Regions from separate parts of the Hordeum vulgare genome. Here region 1 is linked to region 2. The links are chromatin contacts, called in public Hi-C maps. All regions are on one chromosome and are shown on one strand. Each heading gives the region's core, a stretch centred on a gene start, on an enhancer-like site or on the middle of the called end of the contact. The rest is flanking DNA. Distances are from core to core; before and after follow the strand shown.

Region 1 (5,834 bases), core at 1,513-4,012, 420 kb after region 2:
CATTTTGGCTTAAAATGAACAAAAATGTCATAAAAGACATAAAATTTAGACTCATGATTAGATAGGGAAGAAATTATTTGTCGATGTCAAATAGGGCATACAATTTAAACACAATGTTAAATAAGGTATTCTCTCAACGTTGTTATTTTGGTGCCTACTACTAGTTCATTAAACCCTGGTTATTAACCAAGGAAAATAATTTCTATTGTTGTGCTACATCATCCTTCCTCTTCGAGGAAATCCAACAAGTCTTATAAAAGTGTCAAGACCTTGCACGCAAAATCAAGGAGCACCAAGGAACGAAAAATTACCATTTTGCTATAGGATCATATTCAACTAATCTTACTTATGCATGAAAAAAGTAAGAAAAAACGTTCATCTACCTTTCTCGCTACATTTGGTTTATAATCAATCAAACTCATGAAAACAAAACGAGTAACCTAAAGTAGGAAAACAAACCAGCTAGGGAGCATGCCCGGTAACGCCTAATAACCAGCCTGGCAAAAAACAATCCCGGGTAGGGCGATACGTCCATTTTGCATAATGTTTTCCTACTGCTATTGATAATGTTTTAGAATTTTTATTTCACTTCATGGTATAATTCTAATGCTTTGTCCTTTCTCAAAATGCAAGATACACTGAAAGAGGGAGATTGTCCGAGACTGAAATTCTGAGCCTGAAAAAGGTACATCAGTGACAACCATTTTCCAGAGCTCCAAATGACCTAAAAATTTATGAAGAATTATTTTGAAATATATTTAAAATACCGACAGAGAAAGTACCAAATAGTCGCTAGGTGGGCTCACAAGGCGGGGGCACGCCCTACCCCCTAAGGCGCGCCCTTGTGCCTTCTGGGTGCCATGGAGGTACGTGACACCCATCGGGCCTAGAAGCACACACGATGTGCTCTCTACGCGACCGCACCAACCACTACAGATTTCATGGAGTGGTTCAACTCCAGGATTGTCTTTGACCGCAACGACCATTTGACCTATGTCGCCCATACGGGAAAGTCCAGCCTGGTGATAGAACTAATCGTTGACGGCATCCGCCTCCCCCAATCCTGATAGATGTGGGTGATGGGATCAACATCATCTTCCCGACACCCTAACAAAAATTGGGGGGGGGGGGTCTCTAGATCCCAACCAAGCCACTCGCCAACTGGCTTCCATGAGTTCGTGCCAGGCGGAAAGGTGCAACCCTTCGACAACTTGACCTAGAGGCTCTCTTCGAAGACAAAGAAAACTTCAGATTCGAGACAATACATTTCGAGACCGCGCCGTTTTGCACGGGCTAGAGAGCCATCCTCGACATGTCCGCCTATGTAAAATCATGGTGATACCCCTCATACACATACCTTCAACTGAAGATGCCATGGCCAAACAGTACGATCACCATCCAGTGCAGCACCGAGAAAGCACTTGAGGCGGAGGTTGCCAACCATCTTCAAAAAAATGCTTGTCATAGGAATAAAGAAAAGTACTCCCTCCGTTTCAAAATAAGTGTCGCTACTTTAGTATTATATTCATACTAATTTAATATTAAATTTGCGACACTTATTTTGAGACGGAGAGAATAGTATTAGGGCAACACTCGGAGCCGGTGCGCCGGCCGAATGTTTTCGGTCGGTCTGTCCTCAGCAGCCCGATCTGCTATGCGACACCGTCAGATCAAAGTTCCTCTGCTGTTTTTTTTTACCTTCTTCTCGTCTCCCTGAGCGCTCGCCATGCTGACCGCCCCGTCTGGGCCGCTCCGCGCTCCGGCACTCAGCTCGCCCCCTGGCCGCCGGTTGGAGCTTCATGGATGCAACTCGTCCCCGACCGCTCGCCTCCTCGGCCGCCCGTCGAAGCACCATGGATGCAGCTCCGCGACTCAGCTCGTCCAGACGCTCGCCGCCCCAGCTACCCTGCGCTCCGGGACTCAGCTCGCCCAGACCATTCGCTGCCCCCACCGCTCGCCGGCGCACTCGCACCTGCTCATGCCCGTCGGTCGCACCTCACCCCCCTGTGTTGCAAAACGCTGAAAAAAAGCTTCAACCCCCAGATGAAAAAGCTTCAACCCTAAATGGAAAAAGCTTCAACTGGCAGTGCGAATCAGGGAAAGATACATCCGCTCACACCAAATGCTTCAACCTTAGATAGAAAAAGTTTCAACCAAATGATAGAGAGAACTTTAACCAAGTGCTGCTCAAAAACGGAAAAGGTTTCAAACGTTAAAAAAAGCTTCGATCATGAAAGCAAAAAATTTCAACCGTATATAGAAAATCTTCAACCGTTAAGAAAAAAAAGCTTCAACCAAATACTTCAACGAGGGAAAGTTGCAAACGTTGACAGAAAAAGCTTCAACCGTATGTGGAAAAAGTTTCAACCGTCGTCCCGGCTGCAACATCTCGCGTGGTCACCCTCGGTCACCGCCGTCAGGCGCGGCGACTGCCGATGGAGAAGCCGCGGCGCTCACCGACGACGCCTGAGGTTGCAGGGGGAAAGGGGGAGAGGAAGGAAGAAGAAGGTAAGGCAAAAAAAAAAAACTGAAAAGGAAGACGCGGTGAGCTGGACACATGCTGGATCTAGGGGATCGAACGACAGTCACGCGACCGGCCGAACGTTTTGGCCGGCGCACTCGCGGAAAAGGTTTCGCATAGTATTATTAGTAGTCTTTTAAAAAAAAGTGCTTCCACACAAAGCATCAATTGCTTGACGGGCGTGTACCGTTGATTTCAAACAAACGGCCGGGATCTGTCCTAGCTCGACTCATCTTCCACGCTTGTCCCCGTCGCCAGTCGCCACCGCTCCTCTCCCTGCCCACCCCGAAATGGATCCCGCGCCGGCGACCCCTCGCTGGAACCTGGAGCGCCCCTACCTCACCGGACGGTTCCACCAGGTACGTCCTTCCTCTTGCCAGCAATACCCAACCCGCCCCTCCAGTATTGCTGCGCCGGCCTCACATCCCCCCCTCGTGCCATGGCAGGAGGCGAAGGTGTCCGCGGCGTCGCAGGCGCCCGGATCCAAGCCTTTCTCTATCGACTCCTTCAGGTACGTATGCCGGATAAATTCGTGTCTTGTGGACGGTTGCCTCGTGGTTCTGTTGCCTCGGGTGTCCTCTGATGCCTGGAGTTGGTTTGAATCTGCAGCCGCGGAGCTGGCGGCGGCGCTGGGAGTGTCCTCGGGTCGTACGCTGTTTCTGTGCAGGTAAGCGGAATTTTGAAATAGTTCAACCGGCGAAATTGGAGCTTGGCTTCACTTGTACTGTTTGTAAAACTGGGTCTAGGGTTTTGATTTTGAATTTGAGCTCAGTGATTTGCTAATTAGAAGGTTTTTATTTTGAATTTGAGCTCATTGATTTGGTAATTAGAAGGATTTTGGTTTGTTTTTGTTTTTGTTTTTTTACAGTATGTGAACTTTAAATCTTTGTTGATCGCTGGTTGTGATTGTAGCCACTGTGCAGGGAGTTCCATTGATGTATGGGATTGTGCTTTTTGAGATTTTCTACTTCCTGGATTTCAGCAATTGATATGCCCTCTTTATTTCCAGTAATGCAATGATTCTTACTTAGGCATCATCATTATTTTTTGGATCGGATGGCCAATCTGGTGTAGATAAAAAACAGTTTGAGATAGCAGTCTCTTTTACAAATATGCAGTTTTTTTTTGGAAAGGAAATATGCAGTTTCTGGTCCAATGTGGTTTCAGTTTTGCATTTAGAGCATATGGGTTGGTATGTTTGTGGTGCTTTAGGAAATGATGTATAACATTCACTGTAATAAGACCACATAACATTGCTGAATTTCCACACCATTTCCGAAAATAGCCATCCAGTGAGGCTTAACATCTGTACTTTCAGTTAGAAATGCTAAATTGATGGAGCTTTTGCAATCAACTGCATTGCGTAACAACTTTATTCATTGTAACTGCCCTGTTTGAAATGCAGGAGCTTTTAGTTATTGATGATTTGCTATCAGCTCTGGTGGGTATTGAGGGAAGATACATTTCCATTAAGAGAGTACGCGGAAAGGAGGGATATGTTGTCTTCCAGATTGATTCTTCAATGGACCTTGCACTCCAGGTAAGCTGTGACCATGCCAAAAAAGGGAGGATATATTTGGGTTTGGCTAATCTTGCTCTTGCAGGAGTTGACTCGTCGAATTTTCCCCTTATGTGAAGATTTCGTGCTAGCAAGCCAGTTTGTGGAGTCCAGGTCACATTTCAAAAATGGTTTGGTCAACCATGCTCTAGCGGCAGCTCTAAGGGCATTCCTCCTGGTATAGTCCCTATGATGAGAGAGATAATTTTGACTTTTTCATGTGTACAACCTTTCTTCTATTTGGAAAAGTGGGAGAAGGAATATAGTGCTAAGGGTTCATTCTTGTATTGAGATAATCCCACTGATAGGCATTAACCTTGTTACATTGTTCTCCACAGAGCTCACTGACAGTATTGGTGCTTCTATGTGAATTTGGCACAACATTATTAAGTCTAGTATTTCTTAATAACAGGATTATCAGGCAATGGTTGCTCAACTGGAGCATCAATTCCGTTTTGGAAGGCTCTCTGTTCAAGGATTATGGTTCTTTTGTCAGGTATTTCTTCTTCATCTGCATTTAACCAATTATTTGTGAACTTATCAGTGTCTGGTTACTGTTTTAAGCACTGCAAGTCCTGTTTTTCTTTCACAGCGGATGATGAGTTCATTGAATGCACTGGCTGTTCTAATAGAGAAGGCTATGTCCAATAATACTAGTGGTTCGGCGACACTTAATCTACTTCATAGTCAGGTAAATTTAGTGAAAGAGGTTACATTTTAGATCCTCGATAAGCACATTTCCCCTTTTCCTCCTAAATTTGAGCCAAACAGACCTGGCCAGCTCCTCTTTTGTTTTCCAGTGATAGAACAACTTCTATAAAACTAGTCTTTTAAGGTCCAGTTTTTCATAGCTTGTTTAGCTTAGTCCACGCGATTATCTCTTTTACCATGTAGTTTAATCATCATACCTTTCTACTTAGGCAAAGGCGATGTCTGGCGATAGTGCTGTTCGGTCATTACTGGAGAAGATGACCGATTGTGCAAGTGCAGCATACCTCAGGATGTTGGAAAGGTTTGTGATGGTTCGTAACTACCTTTATCATTCAGTTGTAGGACTGATACACTTCCTCAATCCATAAAAATTCTATATTGTCTAGCTGTGTCTTATTTGGACTTTTAATATTGAGTGTTGCTTAGAAAAAATATGTTAGTAAGCTTGTTTGCAGCGTCACTAATTTCACTTTCTGATTATCATTTTAGATGGGTGTATGAGGGTGTCATAGATGACCCTTATGGTGAATTCTTCATTGCTGAAAACAAATCTCTGCAGAAGGTACTTATTGACTTGTAAAATTTTGGATCTACTTAACGTCCGCTGTTCTCTGTACAACAACAACAACAACAACAAAGCCTTTAGTCCCAAATAAGTTGGGGTAGGCTAGAGGTGAAACCAATAAGATCTCGCGACCAACTCATGGTTCTGGTACATGGATAGCAAGCTTCCACGCACCCTTGTCCATAGCTAGTTCTTTGGTGATGCTCCAATCCTTTAGATCTCTCTTTACAGACTCTTCCCATGTCAAGTTCGGTCTACCCAGACCTCTCTTGACATTATCAGCATGCTTTAGCCGTCCGCTATGCACCGGGGCTTCTGGAGGCCTGCGCTGAATATGCCCAAATCATCTCAGACGATGTTGGACAAGCTTCTCTTCAATTGGCGCTACCCCAACTCTATCTCGTATATCATCATTCCGGATTCGGTCCTTCCTTGTGTGGCCATACATCCATCTCAACATGCGCATCTCCGCCACACCT
Region 2 (5,013 bases), core at 2,344-4,843:
GGTCTCGATCTGCATTTTGCAGCTTTTTACTCTTCTTCTTATCTGGACCATCTTTCATAATTCTTAGAGCATCTCTAATAGTATCATCAAACCCTTAAATTTTTAAAAATAACTGTTTTTTTTACAGTTTACGAGCAAAAAAAACGCGTAGACTAGAATCCCTTAACTCTTAAACCCTTAAAAAAAAATTAAGGATCCAACCCTCAAACCCTCTCCCGACCTGTAAAAATGAGGGTTAGGGAGCGAAATCTATCCCAACCCTCACTTCGATCCATCCTAGCGCGGGAGGAAAATTTTCCATTCCAACTCCCTCCCGCACCCACCCGAGCCGCCCTTGCCGCCGTCCCGCCCCCCGGCCGCCTCCCCTCCACCTCCTGAGCCGCCATCGTTGTCTCGCCCCGCCGCCGCCGCCCGCCTCAACCTCCCCGTTCGTCGCCCGCCTAGACCTCCCCCGTCGCCGATGCCTCCTCGACCTCCGCCGCCGCCCGCCCGCCTCGGTCTCCCCAGCCGCCGTCCCCGCCTCGACCTCCCCAGCCGTCGCCCGCCTCGGCCTCCCCAGCCACCGCCCGCCTCCGCCTCGACCTCCCCGGCCGCCTCCGCCGCCCCCCGCGCCCTCCGCCTCCCGTAGCAAGAGGCCGCCCGAGCTCTCCTCGCCGATCCGCAGGAATATTCCGTTATAAGGGTTGGGTTTGAGGGTTCTAGTCTTTGTCTTTGTTTTTCAACCCTTAAAATTATTAAAAATGTTAATTTTCAACTCTTAAACTGGTTTAAGAATTTGAGGGTTTGAAGGTACTACTAGAGATACTCTTAGATCTCTGCACTACGGCTCAGCCACAAGAATGAACTTAATAATTTCCATCATAATACCCTGCCAAAGCCATACATCCTTTTCGTGTAGCCTTTACGTTAAGTGTGTATATATATAAACAATAAATTATAGCCCATGAGTGGCTTCCAGCCGCAGTGCTGCCCGGACCTGTCATGTGCCATCCATTCCAAGTCCAAGTATAGGACAAGATGTTGGATCGGATATGATGCACCCTGGTCGAAATGCTGCTACTGCTTACCAACTCCAAATAAGCAAAAGCTCGCCCACTTGTGATGGATTTTGGAGCAGCATACATTGGCACTAGCAGTATTGCTGCTGCTGCAAAGGTCAGGAAATTCCGGTCCACTGCCTGTGATTGCGTCTGAAGAACAGAACAGAAACCAGGTGCTCCTACTTTGATCTGTTTCGAAACTCTTAAAAAGAAACCAAAACTAACATATTTTGTTTGTTTTTTCAAAGAAAGAAACACGTGACAGAGAATGTACATATGTGAAGCAGATAGGGGCCTGTTCCAGCTCAGCATTCAATATTCTGGCCGACATTGCTGAGCACTAAACGGGACAGCCAAATCTGTCCTTGAGTGAGTCACCAATTCTAAAATGCAGGGCCCGAAGCACGGCTCAGATGGATATGATAGTACGGGGCCTCCTGATTAAGTGCAGCGAAAGATATCTTTTAGCATTCACAAAACATACTTTGCTGAGAATCAACCTTGTGATGATTTTGACAGGGCAGCGCCTGATACCGACAACAGATGTTCCGACGACAAGAATTAGAAGGGCAAGAAAAAAAATCTAGCAATGGCATGCGTAAAAGGATGATGCCTCCTACGGACTACTAGAATTTTTCTCTCCTTTCCGGGTTAGATAGAAACCAAAGCTTGCGTAGACTGTGATTGATCTAAAGCTACAGTATACTGTGATGAGTAACCATCATCATCAGTTGGTGTATCTCTTTTCTTCTGTCGAGTGAGCACAAGAAGTGTAGTAGAGTACGACTGAAGTCACGGCGAGCTGAGCAGAGAACCGCGGAGCAGGCTGGCGGTCAGATGATGGGTGGCGGCGGCGTCTCCCAGACGTCGAACACGTTCTCCTCGTTGTGCAGGGCGAAGAGGCGGTCGCCTCCGATGGAGAAGTCGCAGATGGCGCCGCCGTAGCTCCGCCTCAGCGTGGACGTCAGCACGTGCTCGGGCCCGCTGAACACGGAGATGCTGTCGTTCATCGACGAGAAGAGCTGCCCGCCGTGCGTCGCCAGCTTCGGGTAGCAGCTCTCCTCCCCGGGCGCCTTCCGGTTCATCAGCTTGCTCCGGGAGCTCCACCGCACGGCGCCGGCGTTGCTCCTCAGGTCCAGGAACCCGAGGTCGTCGTACTGGTTGATGACGCACACGGACCGCTCGTCCTCCATGGCGATGGCGTGGAGCACGCGCTTCTCCTCCAGCGACGCGGCCGTGCCGGCGTCGGACCACGACCAGGCCACGCTCTTGTCCCGGAAATCCAGCAGCCCGATGGAACAGTTGTCCGTCTTGGGGAACAGCGTGGCCACCATGAGCGCGTTGGTTGCGTCCAGCCACTGGAGCCTGTCGGCGTCGCCCAGGGCGCAGCCGGGGGGCTCGTAGAAGAAGTCAGCCTGCTCGCCGGTGGCGCTGTCCCAGACGCCGACGCCGTACTCGTTGAGGCGGCCCTTGCAGCTGGCGAAGATCCTCGAGTCCCTGTCGAAGGCCAGCGCGCCGGCGGTGAAGGACTTGGCCTGGCGGTCGTGCTGGACGCGGAAGCGGTGACGGAGGTCCCCGGAGACGGCGGAGAAGACGGCCATCCCGCCGTCGCACTTGCCGAGGTGCTCGCGCGCGGCGATGAGCAGCGTGGCCGCGTCGAGGTAGGCGACGTCGTTGACCTGCGAGTGGTCGAGCGAGACGGGGCGGCGCTCGTCGAGCATCCAGTTGTAGACGTGCACGGCGCCCCCGTGCGCGACGCAACAGCCGCCGTCGGGCGCGGCCCGGACGGCCGTCCCGTCCCCGGGGGCGCGGCCGGGCACGGAGGACGCGAGGCGCAGGCGGTCGCCGTCGAAGCTCCCCCAGCGCGCGGCGCGGACGTGGTCGAGGAGGCCGTAGTAGAGCGCCTCCCGGTAGAGCAGCTTCTCCGGGAGGTGCGGCGGGACGTGGAGGCTGCCCGTGCGGAGCAGGTCGAGCAGCACCGCGAAGCACGCCGGGTTGCGGTCGATGAAGTACTCGGCCGCCGCGTCCTCCCCTCCGTCGGAGGCGCAGGGCACGTTCCAGGAGGCGTCGAGCAGCGCGCCGAGCATGGAGTCGCGGCCGGCGTTGGCGAGCGTGGTGGTGGTGGTCTCGAACGCCTGCCCGCCCACGTTGAAGCGCACGCGCCCGCCTCCACCCGGCCTCGCCGCCATCGAGCCGACCGACCGGGCGATCACCGCGCCATTCGCTCTCCCCCGATCAACCTCGATCGAATCGATCCCGCCGGCGAGAGGAGGATCGGGTGGGGAATGGGGTTGGGGGGGTTGGGTGAGGAGCGGATTGGGAGACTAGTTATGTGTACGCAGCCTTGATTGGCTGCTGTTGTTTTTTGTTGTGGCGGGACGGACGGAGTGGAGGGAGGGGGGGGCAAGAGATGGTGCTGCACCGCTGCTTGCTTTGGCGTGACGACTGACGACGGCGTTCTAACGGATGACAAGTCACAAGTCTCCGCTTCTCTCCCGAATGGAATTTTTTGAGCTCCTGCCCGAACCTAGTCCAGTCGTACTACATGCATTTCGATTTTGATAATCTAAGCAAGAGGAACGGAGGAGAAGTCGCCGCGCAGTCGCGGGTTCGAGGCAACACCACCACGTACGTACTCGGCCCGACCTGAGCTGAGCTGAGCAGCACTTAGGCTTAGACCGGCGCACGTTCGGACGGTACAACGCCACCGGTAGGCGCAACTGCCGAAACGTTGGCGACTACCGAGTACCGACCTGACATGGGCGAGCATCTCCAACTCTCGTGGGAGAATTCAGCAGGGCGACCCTTCCGAATCCAATCATCGCAATCGCACGGCCGGCGCGGAATCTTCCTGCCTGCCTGCTTCTGTTTTTCCGCTACTTTCTGTTTGCCTGTTTCCCCTCTTTTCCTGCTCCTGTCGGGATCGTGGCTGGGAACTGGCACGGCGACTCGGCGGCCTGCACTGCACGTTTGTTTCCCTCTCTGCGGTCGTTGGGGCTTTTGTGTGGATTCCACGGGGATTAATGGGACTTCATTGGATATTGGGGAATGATTTTTGCTTTCGGGGCGCACATGAAGGGGTCTAGGCTGCGGCCTTGTCAAGTTAAGAAGGACTTTACATTTTACAACAATGGTTGGTGTTCTGCGACACTGCACAAGCAGACGTGCTGAAGAGATTCATCCTGTTGCTGGACAAGCATCGAAGGAAGCTACTACGAATAGCATGGACTCAAGCTTCTGATTGATCTCCGGCTTGTAATAATAAAAGTGGTAGACTGTTTAGCTGTGTTTCAGGCCATAGAATTGTTGTTTGATCTCTTCCTGCTAGCGAGTTTTAAGTGGTTTCGGTTCTTGCCATTATTTAGGACATTTCCTGTGTGTCTTGCCTGATTTGGTGGGTGTTTTTTTAGTTTTGTTTTAGATGCTGGCAATACTTGGGCTGTGCTGTGGTCTGTTCTGCTTCGTTTAATAAAATGAGGCAAGGGGCGACCCCTTTCATTAAAAAAAAAGGGACTTCATTTGTTTCAACAACACGTGCGTTGTTATGTCAAAAACGCATCAATTATCTTATAGGAAGAAAATATATTATGTAATTGAATGCTCGTGCATTGCTACGGTCAACAAACATATTGATCAAAACAATATTATAACTCAAGAAAAAAATTATGATTGTATTTAGAAAAATATATCCTTACATTATACAAAGTTTATTTCTTTGCCGTAAATTATGTGTATGCTATAATCCAAAACAATAAGATTCCACTGAGACTCCAGGTGTGTTCAAAGAAAAGCTTTACTTCTACACATTATGCAAATCGAAAGTAGAACTAATTATCTCTTACAAAATTGGTTGTCAATTTGCTTGACTATTACAAAATTGCTTGATAATTTGCTTGACTAATTATATTTTACTAAGCTATGAACAATCTTCCTGACTAATTATCTCTTACTTACCTATAGATAATCCGTTTGA

Evidence for each region. Hi-C and Micro-C count contacts between places; a contact is called where the count stands out from the background.
Region 1: a Hi-C map of leaf shows a contact between it and region 2, with 2.6 times the contacts expected there. The contact joins the promoter of LOC123428620 here to the promoter of LOC123430486 in region 2. A contact is called at or near these places in 2 of 6 Hi-C or Micro-C datasets (leaf and seedling).

What each region holds. Positions count from the first base shown.
Region 1 is chr2H:548,272,547-548,278,380 of MorexV3_pseudomolecules_assembly, forward strand. It overlaps LOC123428620 (gamma-tubulin complex component 2), which reads left to right and starts at 2,763. Exons shown (of 23, transcript XM_045112832.1): 1 at 2,763-3,032; 2 at 3,131-3,188; 3 at 3,927-4,061; 4 at 4,126-4,257; 5 at 4,492-4,575; 6 at 4,672-4,770; 7 at 5,000-5,091; 8 at 5,280-5,352. The coding sequence starts at 2,812.
Region 2 is chr2H:547,853,249-547,858,261 of MorexV3_pseudomolecules_assembly, forward strand. LOC123430486 (BTB/POZ domain-containing protein At2g24240-like) reads right to left here and starts at 3,594. Exons shown (of 1, transcript XM_045114355.1): 1 at 1,482-3,594. The coding sequence starts at 3,229. The coding sequence ends at 1,874.